Linked DNA regions of Sus scrofa: region 1 is linked to region 2. The links are chromatin contacts, called in public HiChIP or PLAC-seq maps. All regions are on one chromosome and are shown on one strand. Each heading gives the region's core, a stretch centred on a gene start, on an enhancer-like site or on the middle of the called end of the contact. The rest is flanking DNA. Distances are from core to core; before and after follow the strand shown.

What was found. HiChIP or PLAC-seq counts read pairs in DNA pulled down with a chosen protein or histone mark.
Region 1: an H3K27ac HiChIP or PLAC-seq map of alveolar macrophages shows a contact between it and region 2. The contact joins two enhancer-like sites. A contact is called at or near these places in 1 of 47 Hi-C or Micro-C datasets (embryonic fibroblasts) and 1 of 2 datasets of contacts at active chromatin or transcription factors (alveolar macrophages).

What each region holds. Positions count from the first base shown.
Region 1 is chr13:91,463,172-91,466,213 of Sscrofa11.1, reverse strand. All of the region lies in intron 16 of MED12L (mediator of RNA polymerase II transcription subunit 12-like protein), which reads right to left. Among named protein-coding and RNA genes, the nearest start is that of P2RY14, 11 kb to the right of the region's middle. Within about 2 kb of position 1,788, at least 26 of the 83 cell types and tissues checked have an H3K27ac peak or open chromatin away from gene starts, as enhancers often do. A contact at or near this core is called in alveolar macrophages, where this site is marked.
Region 2 is chr13:90,993,754-90,997,164 of Sscrofa11.1, reverse strand. No RefSeq gene overlaps it. Among named protein-coding and RNA genes, the nearest start is that of SIAH2, 24 kb to the right of the region's middle. Within about 2 kb of position 2,049, at least 3 of the 83 cell types and tissues checked have an H3K27ac peak or open chromatin away from gene starts, as enhancers often do. A contact at or near this core is called in alveolar macrophages, where this site is marked.

The DNA.
Region 1 (3,042 bases), core at 539-3,038, 470 kb before region 2:
TATGCTACCAAATGCCACGATCACAAACTATTTCACCACTGCAAAGCTGGGGTTGAAGTTGAGAGGCACTCTTCATTGAAGCCTCAATAATTTCTTTACTTCACATGAAAGGTCATGCTCACTACTAAGAGAACATTAAGCCCATCAATCATGTATATTTGGTCATTTTAATTCAGAAGAGCATATGATTCATGATCAAAACCTGGATCAGTGTCACTTGCTGAGCTGGCACAGGTGTAAACTGAGACAGTGTGGTCAAACCTGGACTCATAACACACCTGAAAATTCATGTCTATGATAGGACTGCGTGTCATACCAGTTAAACAAGCAACTTAGGACAAGGACAAAGGACTCAAGGAATCCAGCCATTTCATCAATGAGAAGCCCTACTGTGAAGTTTTTTCATCCAGTTTACTAACACAAACTGTGAGCCCCTGGATGTCAGATTAGCAGCTATTAAACAAAAATCTCTTAACAGATGTTTCCTGGAGTGTGGATAGTGGTTTCCAGGCTAGTGCTTGTTGCCGGTGGTTTTGTTTCTTGCCAAAAGACCCCCAGTGGAGTCTTTTTTATTTGCCTTGGCTTCCTAAAGGAATATATAATCTAAATTCTAATTTAAATTCTCTCTCTTCTCCACAGCAAAACCATCACGAATCTTTTGTCACACTATTAATGACTAAGTACAAAATTTATGACTGGTCAGATATCAATGGGATTTTAGAGAGGGAGGCTGCATTCACTCTTCCCACACACAGGCCTCTCTGGAGACAACAAAACAAACAGGCTAACTGACATTCCTGGTGTCAAAGAACTACAGCTCAGGTAGGATAATTGCCCCTACAGGCAATCTACCAGGCTCCCTAAGGAGGAGTAGAATCTGGGATCCGAATAGGCGTGATCACATGTCCTCATTCAACCCACGCCAGGAGAATCTGACAAGGCAACATGCACAGCTGCTCCCTAAACAGCCCATTCAAAGACTAAGCACCAAAACTTGGCCTCATTGATTCTTCATTCTGATTATACCCACTGGTCATGCAAAACAGCCTAAGAAACACCGCTGTGCTCCAAATATTAACTAAAGAGATATGCAGCTCTCCATAGCACTAATTGCCTATAACCACATGAAAAAAGTCTCAATCGAGTCACCAAGGAAATTAAATTGCCAAAAATAACCACACCACCCTCCCACAAACCAGAAGTACACACAAAGTGTGCTTGGCTGATAGCAGCTTGCTGGAAAGAGAAGAAGACCTTGTCTGAATCTACAAATTTAAGGTGTGGTTTATTCCCTGGTTTAAAAAAAAAAAAAAAAAGACTGAAAAAGAAAAAGAAACTGCATGAGATCACCCACGGCATTTCCTGTGACTGCAGTTAACCTCAGATAAGTTCCCTGAAGTCTCATACCACAGAACCTTCCCCTGGACTTGCTAGAGCCTGTTCTGCCCACACATCGCACAGCCCCAAGTGACAGCTGTTTATCAAAACAACTCTGGGAAAGTTTATCTAATTGGTAAAGGAAACGTTCACATATTGAGGCTTGGGGAAATCATTCTTGCTTATACATTCTGGCTTGACTTGAATTTTATGCTAACTCGAATGGCCTGTTTCTGGCCTATCGATCATACATTGCACATCTGCTTTAATTATTAAAGAAAAGGGCACACTGACCCGAAGTAAAGAAAGCCCATGTTAAAAATAAAGATTAAATGCCATCTTTCCTGGGATATCCATGCTGGTACTGCTTTGATGAAAAGAATCCCAGGTGCCAAGATTATACTGACTCACTGTGTATGTGCTAAGCTGTGTGTGTGTGTGTGTGTGTGTGTGCGTGTGTGTGTGTGTGTGTGTGGTGTGTGTGTGTGTGTGTGTGTGTGTGTTTCTTCCTTTTGAAAGTCAAGGAATGGATCCCTGAGTTGTTTCATGTTCTTTGTTCTGACAAGATACAAAACTGTGCTGAAAACCATGTCTCTAGAGCAGTTCCTCAGAGTTATGTGAGAGGCTGTCTCCCAGGCTACAGTCCTCAGTTTCACTCAAATCTCTTTCCTATTCCTATTACAGACTGCTTATTGATGATTTTCATCAACATAGTAAAAAGGAAGTATTCATTCTCTACATTAAGTCTCATTCCAGCTCAAAACTTCTCAAGGCTCATTTCCCTAACTTGTTCTAATGATTTACTAAAAAGCTGAGCCATCAGTGCTAAGCAAAGAAACCATCTTATAAAGCAGTGTGCTATTCTCCAAGGGATCTTGCTTAGAATGAATCATTATGCAGGTCAGGGGTCCGGAAACCTACAAAAGGAGCTTAAACGTGTGCAGATACAGATGTTTAAACAAATTTGATGGCACCGGGATAATGATATGTTAAAAATTATAATCTTTGTTTTCAGATTAATTCCATCATCTCACTTAGCTTTAGCTACAGGACCAGAGCATACAGTTAGAGGACAGTCCCTGCCTCTTCCCTATTTAAGTAATACAGTTTCATTCAACAAACACTTCTGAGGGCCTGCTATAGGAGTGGGACACTGGGGATACCAAAACAAGCAACCAAGATAGCTACTGCCCATTCCAGCTGGGACTGATATAAAAACACATGCCACGTGGGAAGAATCTGGACAAGGCCAAGATATGAGGATGAGGACAGCTGAGGTGAGTCCTAAGAACAGATGAGAGCAGGATGAGATAACGAGAAAGGATACATTTTGGAGACTTGGAGGGATAAAAGGAAATGCCTTCTGATTCATAAGCATCCTTCCAAAACATATACAAAGAGGAGAAAAAAATGCACTGAGACTTTATTTTTACAACTGTTAAAGTTCTCAATTTTGACTCTTTGCTGATATCAACTAAAATTCATTCCTTCTGATTCTTAAGGATAAATCCACCCTAATACTAGCAACACAGAAGACCTCTTTGAGCAGTTCAACTAATTGAGATTAGCTATTCAACTTAAGACAGAATATTAGAGTCTATCCCAAAGTGAGGTTTTCTTAGCCGGCTACAAAATATGTAAATATCGTACATACAATTCTTTTTA
Region 2 (3,411 bases), core at 800-3,299:
GGTTGCCAGGGCCTGGGGGAGGGGGTAAGTGGGGAGTTTTTGTTTAAAGAGTACAGAATTTCAATTCTGCAAGATGAAGAATTCTGCAGATGGATAATGGGGATGGTAGCACAGTAATATGCTTTATGCCACTGAATGTTAGACTCAAAACTGGTTATTCAGGAGTTCCCTTGTGGCTCAGTGGGTTAAGGACCTTGCATTGTCACTGCAGTGGCTCTGCAGTGGCTCAGGTTCAATCCCTGGCCTGGGAACTTTGGCACTCCACAGGTGCGGGCAAAAAAAAAAAAATGGTTGAGATGATAAAGTTTGTTGTATCCACAACTTAAAAATAATTAGTTTATTAACTGATTAAAAAAACCCACTGAGGCCAGAGTTCCCCCCTACTAGACAGCCTCATTTAATTGGCCTGAGTACAGTGTGGGCCTGGGGGATTTTTAAAACCTCCCAGGAGATTCTAACGTACAGCCTCAGTTGGAGAAGTACTGATGTGGATGGTAAAAACCACTGATTTACACTGTACAGCAGAAATTGGCACAACACTGTAAATCAACTATAGTTTAATTTTTTTAAAAAATTGAAAAATAAACCCACTGGTCTACAGAGAAAGAACCAAAGCTGGAGTTAGAATACCTGGGTTCTTTATCATTCAAAGCTACATGAGCGCCTGAAAATTTGCTGAGCCTCAGTTTACCCCTTTATGAATAAATTTACATGACAAACTCACCCTGTGGTTGTGGTGTAAGGATTTATTTAAGTTAGACTACATGAAAAGATTTTATACTTTAACAATCATAAGACATAACTAGATGAAAGAAAAATAAGCATAGAGATCATTTGCTTTTCTCCTTGACATCTAGATGTCTTTATTCAACCCCCCAAAGTGAAATGAATCTCTCCTTCCCTCCCTCAAAATTTCAAAGAACCTTGTTAGCCTCATTTTTTGCAGCACAAACCCTGTATCCAAGTGTGCTGTATATACATACAACTGCTACCCCACAGATCTTGCTTCCAAAGAGGCTGACCAAGTCTGATGCATGGCCACAGGCCTCACGGTGCCCAGCACACAGTGGACATTCTATAAAGATTTGCTGAGTCAGGTTGAACTGCATTATTTAACAGCATGTAAACCTAAGGCATTCGGTGTATTTCAAACAATATGTCCCTGTCACCAGGAGATTCATTACTCCAAGGACAAGCTTTATATCCATAAATAATATGACACATATGCACAGAGCATGAATAGCGGCCCAAAAAAACAAAGAGATGCTGTGATACATACATGAGACTGCAATTCAAATAAAGGTGCCACTATTCCTGACACCGAAGCCATTAAACTCTACTCTTCTACTTAGGTACAAATATTGGTGCTATTACTATAAACTTGAAGGTTAACCAATATGAACCTGAAATGATAACATTTTATAACATGTAAAGGTATTTTTTCTTGCATCTTTAGGAGATATTAAAGCAATGAGGTAGATCAACCCTCCCCACACACGACTATCCACTGCTGAAATGTAAAAAGAAGAGACACAATGCATTGTTCCTTCCTATTATTTAGTTATCCTTCTCTCAATCAGGGCATTGGTTCAAAAATGTAAGTCACTCAGAAAAGGTTAATTTTGATGTATAACATACAAAGCTATTGTGTAATCTCATTTAGCTTTCCATATACTCCAACCAGGAAAATGAATTTGGGAAGAAATGGGAGGAAAGAAAATTATGATATTTGCATGTATGCTGGGCCCCTTATTTTCTCATTGCATTCTCACAACAACTCTGTCAGGTACTAATAATGTGTTCAGTTCCAAATAACAGAAACACTAGGTCTAAAGTGACTTAAGAAAATAGGATTTATTTTTCTCACAAGTCTGGAGGTAGGAACGGCTGGCACTGGCTCTAGGACGCTCTTAGACTTTCTTTTATGTCTATTACCTCTTAGCCACAAGAAGGGAGTTCTAGTTCCAGACATCAAAGCAGTGTTCAAGGCAAGAAGCCTCGCCCACTACACATGTTCCCCTTTCTCTTTTTTCAGTCATGAAAGCAAATGCTTTCCGAGAAAAGCACTCCCACTGACTTCTGCTCCTGTGTGTCATAGGCTGGGTTCTCTAGAGGCTGAAATGGGAGTTCTTGTGCAAGTGACTTCCTGAGGGAGTGTTTTCAGTAAAACTCTTAGACAGAAAAGAAAGTAGAGAAGAAAAGCTAGGCAAAGAGTGGGTTCAACTGAAATCTCACCTCAGCCTGATCCCACCACAGAGCTATCTCATATTGAGGTAATGGTTCTGGCTTTCAAATCCTCGTGTTGGTCAGCCATTGGTTGCAGGCTGCTGGGGGTGTGTGGCATACTCTCCTGGTCATTTCCAAGCAAGGAGACTCCCTCTGGCTGAGGGCAATTCACAGTGGCTGGGGGACAGGTACATTGTCCCACTCAAGGAGAGCTAGACAGGCCACCAAAGCATCTTCTACAGTCTTAGGGTCTAAAACTAGATCATACCACTACCTCTGGTTACAATGGATATCTGGAAAATAAGTATCTGGTTTTTCAGCCTGTATTGTGAGATGCCGAATGACTCTCGGTGACCAATCAAAAATTCCAGTCAAAATGATATACAATACTACCCAAGGCAATCTACAGATTCAATGCAATCTATCAAATTACCAATGGCATTTTTCACAGAACAAGAACAAAAAATTTTTAAATTTGTGTGGAAACACAAAAGAACTTGAATAGCTGAAGAAATATTGAAAAAGAAAACAGAACTGGAGGAATCAGATTCTTAGACTTCAGACTATACTACAAAGCTACAGTAATCAAAACAATATGGTACTGGCACAAAAACAGAAACATAGATCAGTGGAACAGGATGGAAAGCCAGAGATAAGCCCATGCACCTATAGTTAACTAATCCATGAGAAAGGAGGCAAGAACATACAATGGAAAAAAGACAGTCTCTTTGATAAGTGGTGCTGGAAAAACTGGGCAGATACATGTAAAAAAATGAAATTAGAACATTCTCTAATACCATAAACAAAAATAACCCAAATGGATCAAGGATCTAAATGTAAAGCCAGATACTATAGAACTCCTGGAGGAAAACATAAACAGAATGCTCTTCTATATAAATCAGAGCAATATCTTTTTTGACCCACTCCTATAGTAATGAAAATAAAAAAAAAAAAATAGGACCTAATTAAACTTAAAGGTTTTTACACAGCAAAGGAAACCATAAACAAAACAAAGACAACCCATAGAATGGGAGAAAATCTTCACAAATGAAGCAACTGACAAGCAATTCACCTCCAAAATATATGCACATCTCACACAGCTTTATGTTAGGGAAAAAAACCACCAAAAATGGGCAAATCTAAATGGACATTTCTCCAAAGACAGATGGATGGACAAAAAGCACA